Regions from separate parts of the Ovis aries genome. Here region 1 is linked to region 2. A link is a contact called in public Hi-C data. All regions are on one chromosome and are shown on one strand. Each heading gives the region's core, a stretch centred on a gene start, on an enhancer-like site or on the middle of the called end of the contact. The rest is flanking DNA. Distances are from core to core; before and after follow the strand shown.

Region 1 (2,700 bases), core at 114-2,613, 63 kb before region 2:
CCCAACTCCTCATCTTCCAGTCCTCACTGTCCCCATACACCTCAGGGTTCAGGGGTTCAAGCCCAGGAAGCAGGAAGGCCAGTAGCGCTTGGCCTGCACCATCTCCACTCGCCTGCTCTCTGCCCCACTGGTGGCTTTTCCCCAAACAGAGGGACTTGGGGGACAGTGCGCTCCATGGAGGTGTCCCGGAAGCCAGAGACTCGTGCTCATTTTCCCAGACTGGCTGTGTGCCCTAAGGCAGCCTCCCGCCCTCTCTGAGCCTCAGTCTGCCAGATGGCCAGAGGATAGGGCTGACTCGAAGAGCTCTTGAAGGCAGTGAGCTCCACAGACGCGGCGCGTGCATCCGCGCTCCCTCCTGCACCCACTCTTACCCTCTCCTGTCCTACTTGCTGGCTGTGCATCTTCAGGTCAGCTTCTCAACCTCTTTGGGCCTCCATCCTACTCATGTTGGGTGGGATCGATACATCATGCCCTCCCAGGTCCCAGGCTCCAGAAAGCAAGTGACTGGAGGTGAAAACATTTTCTAAACTGTGCTTTGGAGGAGAAAGACAGTACCCTGTGGGGGGGAAGGGGGATGGGGACAGACATGGGCAGAGGGATTGGGGGCTAGACCAGAGGCACAGTGATGAGCCCAATTCATGAGGTGCAATGACCTTGACCTCCACTGGTCCTGGGTCCCTTCTCCTTGGGAGGCCTTGAAATTGGGCAGGAGAAAGTCCCAACTGTGGCCTGGCTTGGGGCCAAGCCGAGACTACAGGAATCAAGACCGAGGGTTACATATTAACCCCGGAAAGGGAGATGAGCCCACGGTCTGCCAGGGCTCCATCCGAGTGCCCACAGAGAGCCTCCTCAGGCTTCCCACCACCCTCACTCTCCCGGCACCCCACACCTGGCATCGTCTGCTGCCCACACCACCTCCCTGCACTGCCAAGTGGTCGCCACCTTGCTCACTGGACCAGGCAGGGACAGTCTCTGGTGAGAGTAAATTTTTCCAGCCGGAGGGCAGACCACACAACCAGAGAGGTGTCCAGCCGCTTCCCCCCCCTTCACCCCCACACCCAGCTCCTACTTCCCCCACCCAGCATGTCAAGAAGGGGCTGCCAGGGATCTCAGCCTTACCCGGGGAAGGCTCTGGGGGCCCTGATGTCAGGCTTGAGGGGCAGAAGTGGGGCTAGGGGCTCCCCTTACCTCACTCATGCCTGAGTCCACCCCACTCACCGGCTAGCAGCACAACCAAATGGCAGAGGACAGCCAAGCAGGGCAGCCACGAGAGAGGCGGAAGACCCATGGCTGGGGCGGGTGGGGGTCCAGGGGCGCCAGGCAGGCGGCAGGGGCCCTTGTCGAAGCTCAGTGCTTGTCCCCTGGCCGCCTGAGCTCTGCTGCGATTTATAATGGGGCTCCTCTGCCTCCGCCTCCGCCTCCAGCCCCCGCAGGCAGCAGGCAGGCGGTGGGAGGGGAGAGGAAGGGAGCGTGTGCAGCAACTGGATTCCTCAGGATGTTGCCAAGGAACCGAGCGAGCAGCTCCCTGGCTCTGGGTGGTGGGGGGACTGGGCTGGCTCCGCATATGGGGATCTGCCTGGGAGGCTGGACCCGGCCTGTTAGGGTTCAAAGGGCTTCCTCTCCTCCCATCTGCTGAGGCTGCCTTCCTACTGGGACCTGGCACATGTCCTAGGGTCTGAGCCGGGGCCCTAGCTCCTAAGTGGGCCGAAAACAAAAGGCCAGAGGACTGGAGAGTCCCGGCGGCAGGCAGGCAAGCCAGGAGGACTCGGGGGTCCCGCCATGTGGGGTCTGATAAAGTCTGCCCTGGTCTGGGAGGGAGCTCTCCGATGCCAGGAAGGACCTCTAACCCTTAACCTCTCAACGCCCCTGCACCTGGGGGACCTTGTTCATCAAGGTGTTCCCCGAGGCCAGCATGGAACCTGGCAAACAGCAGGGGCTCAATACAGCAAAAGCCTGCGGAAAGAAAGAGGCAGCCCCACTTCACAGGGGCAGATGGGGAAACTGAAGCCCTGAGAGGGGGCCAAGTCATTCACAGAGAGCATCAGAGAGGAGATCCCACCGCCCCCGCCACAGAGAAGAGCAGGCAGGCCCAGGGGGTGGGCGGTTCAGGACACGGCAAAGAGCCCCGGCCTCCCCACCTCCATGCCCACTACCTCTCCTTTCCTCTTTTGCATTTTCCTCATCTCCTCCCTCCCATCACCCACTCGCCCACTGTGAGCCCAAGGGAAACACACGGCTGTCACCCCTGGTAACTTGGGGCCTCTCGGGTGGTCCTGAACTCAGCAACATGCCCTGAAAGATCCCTGCCCCTCATGCGGGCTCCATGCCGCCATCTGTTCGAGGAGGGAGTTGGGCTGCTCACTGAGGAGGGACCCCAGCTCCTCAGCTCCGACTTCCCAGGCTCTGTCTCTGTCAGAGGCCATGACAAGAGGAGTAGGCGCGACTGGCCATCAGCTCCCACCAAACTGGCCTCAGAGCTTGCTGGTGTGAATGGGTGCTGCACAGCAGCTTTCGAGGCTGCCTTCCCCACAGGCAGTGGCAATAATGCCCAAGACTCCAGGAGGCTCTAGCAGGAGCCCAGTCAGTCTGGGCAGGAGTTAACTGTGAACCCACTCCCATCGAGGCGACTCTGGGCTGCCAACCAGAGCAAAGCCGCTCTGTCTGTGAGGTATGGCTGCAGGCTATGGAGCCAGTGGGTCT
Region 2 (2,700 bases), core at 168-2,667:
TTGGCCAGAGCCCCTCCAAGGGCTCAACAATCTCAAGATTCCTCCCCCATCTTATATACGGTGCTGCAAGTCTTGCACTCACAGAAGGGAGCCACTCACAGTCACTCACAGTCGGGGCAGTGTCCAGGCAGGTTAGAAGCAAGGTCAAAGGCCTGCTCTGCTTTGTCTCTGAAGCCTAAACAAGACTATTTAATTTCGCCTAACAAAACCCCAACCCTAGGTGGAAGCCCATCCCTAACCCTCCCTCTAATTCCGTGACTTCATCTTGTCCCGTTGCTCCTGTTTGTGAAATGTTTCTGAACCCCTTGCCTCAGTTTCCCCTAGTAGTCCTCATGTAATAGGGAAGAACCTCGGTATTCTAAGTCACTAGGGACTTCCCCAGCAGTCCAGTGGTCTTGCTTTTACTGCAGGAGGCGAGGCTTCAATCCATGGTCAGGGAACTAGGATCCCACATGCTGCCCCTCGGCCAAAAAAAAAAAAAAGGTAATCACTAAAGGGATGTTGCTTATAAACTTCAGTTATACATAATGGTCCATCTCTAGGAACCCTGCCTCCCAGGTAATAAGCGTTAAGCTAAAATACCTTTGTTTAGCTAGCAGGAAACATCCTGACCAGGCCCACCTGTGAATGACTACACGGAAGGAGAAATTAAGACAATCCCTCTGGAGTCTGGCTGGAACCAGGGCTTTACCCTTTCCCCTTTGAGTATAAAAGAATCCTGGATTCTATTAATAACTGGAAGAAGAAGTTTCTTTGGGACGCTAGTCCACTGTCTCAGACTGCTGGCTTTCTGAATAAAGTTGCTATTCCTTGCCCCAATGGCTCATCTCCCCATTTACTGGCCTGTCGTGGCAGGGGAATGATGAGCCAAGACTCAGTAACAAATACATTTAGTCTGACTTGAGGCTCTCCTAAAAATGTGGCTCCTTGATGCCTAGAGACATAGCAGGAACCTCATGAAAATGCACTCCTGTCCCCATACCTGCTTGGGGTTCCCAGAGCAGGGGCAGAGTGGGCACTCCACCAGGTGGTGAGTAGGTGGAGAGAGGAAGGTTCCTTTGTTCTGTAGCCTGACGTTAACTAGGAGAAACTTGCTTCCTCTGAAATGTAATCTTGGGGATGAGAGCAAGAGGACTGAGGTCCTTAGATGGGATGCTGTAAGCACCTGGGGGGACAGACTCTGAATGTAGGATTTATTCATTTGCTCAATTAATGACTATTCCTGAGTGCCTACCTACAAGATGCCAGGTGCTGGAGATCAGGGGTGAATGAAGGGTCCAGGAAGGCCCTGCTCACGTGACGTGTAGGGTACATGTGGCCTGAGAATCTATCTCCCTCTCTCTCACACAGACATACACACACCCATGCTGGGGACTCTGGTTCAGACAGGGGAGCTGACTCAGGCTGGAGGCCAGCTGGGGTGTCCAGTGGACAGCTGAGGGATATAAAAACACTGAGGCCCTTTAGCAGTGCTGAGACTGCCTGACCTAGAAAAACATTGCATCAGACTCTGTCTTATTTTTGCAGGGCGCTTGATCAACCAAGACACTTGCTCTATAGATCTGCGGAAACCTTTGGAGAACTAAGATGTCAGTAATGTTTTTTTTTTTTAGAATGAAAAGTAATTTTCATGGCTTTTTTTCTTTTGCAGTGCAAAAGCAGTGAATTGCAGAGAATGGGGCTCCCCCAGAACATCCCTGGCTGGGGGGCCAAAGACCCTGATTTTTCACTACTCAGTGATGCCTTACTGGGACACAGTGAGTCCACTTGTCCAGGCCCCTGCTGGCATGTCCTCTATTGAGATACTAGGTCATGGGTACATTTTCTATGACGTATCTAGCAGCATCACAAAGGGACTGCAGGAAACAGGCCAAGAGAAAACACAAAGCATTAGGCATATCAAAAGATCAGAGGGAAACTGGGAGCTATTTGTGGATGAGAGAATTTCCAAAGGAAATGGTAAAACTGAGGGGCTCTGAGCTAGTAGGAAAGACCTGCAGATGCTGGCTCTTGTCCCTCCCCAGAATTAGGGCCTTTCTGTCCCTGGAAACTCCACTTTGATGGGCTCGGGCATGTAACATACATAGCCTGCTGGATTCTGGCATCTCAGGGCAGGGGCCAGGGACGGGGTGGGGGCGGTTGTGGAATCCAACTCTGGATACCTGAGGAAGTGACGACACCTGTCCTGGGCCTCATGACTCACACAGAAAATGTGTGGTGGCTGAAGGGAACATGGAACATTTGTCCCTTTGAACTGGACCCTCCCTAAGGTCCTCAGCTTCTATGAAGAAATCCATGGCCCATCTTAACCCTCCAGCTCCCCTATTTCACCCTCGTTTCTCCTCAGACCCTGTCCTGTTAGTCGCATGCTCAGGCCTTTGCTCTCGCTGTGTCCCCTATCCCTTCCCCTCCACCCCTACAAAGCAGAGCTATCCTTTTGTGCCCACCTTCTCCAGCAAGCCTTCTCCTCCTTGGCATCTTTGGAGTTCTTTTCCAGTGGGGCTGTATCATTATTTGCGTAGGCTCTGATCTCTTGCTTCCTGATATTTTACAGGTGAGTGAAGAAGGCTGGCACTAGCCAGTAAAAACATAACACAAGGCACCCATAGTTAAAATTTCCAACTTTGAAAAAATAGGAATTGATGACATTCATGTTAATAATCTGTTTTACATAATATAACCAAAGAACTATCACTTTAA

Evidence for each region. A called contact is a pair of places that touch in the nucleus more often than the background predicts.
Region 1: a contact with region 2 is called in a Hi-C map of hypothalamus, with 3 times the contacts expected there. The contact joins the promoter of CX3CL1 here to the enhancer-like site in region 2. A contact is called at or near these places in 7 of 16 Hi-C or Micro-C datasets (hypothalamus, liver, mixed tissues and 4 more).

What each region holds. Positions count from the first base shown.
Region 1 is chr14:24,960,215-24,962,914 of ARS-UI_Ramb_v3.0, reverse strand. CX3CL1 (C-X3-C motif chemokine ligand 1) reads right to left here and starts at 1,363. Exons shown (of 2, transcript XM_027977871.2): 1 at 1,219-1,363.
Region 2 is chr14:24,897,123-24,899,822 of ARS-UI_Ramb_v3.0, reverse strand. No RefSeq gene overlaps it. Among named protein-coding and RNA genes, the nearest start is that of TRNAL-CAG, 12 kb to the right of the region's middle. Within about 2 kb of position 1,417, at least 9 of the 54 cell types and tissues checked have an H3K27ac peak or open chromatin away from gene starts, as enhancers often do. A contact at or near this core is called in hypothalamus and muscle, where this site is marked.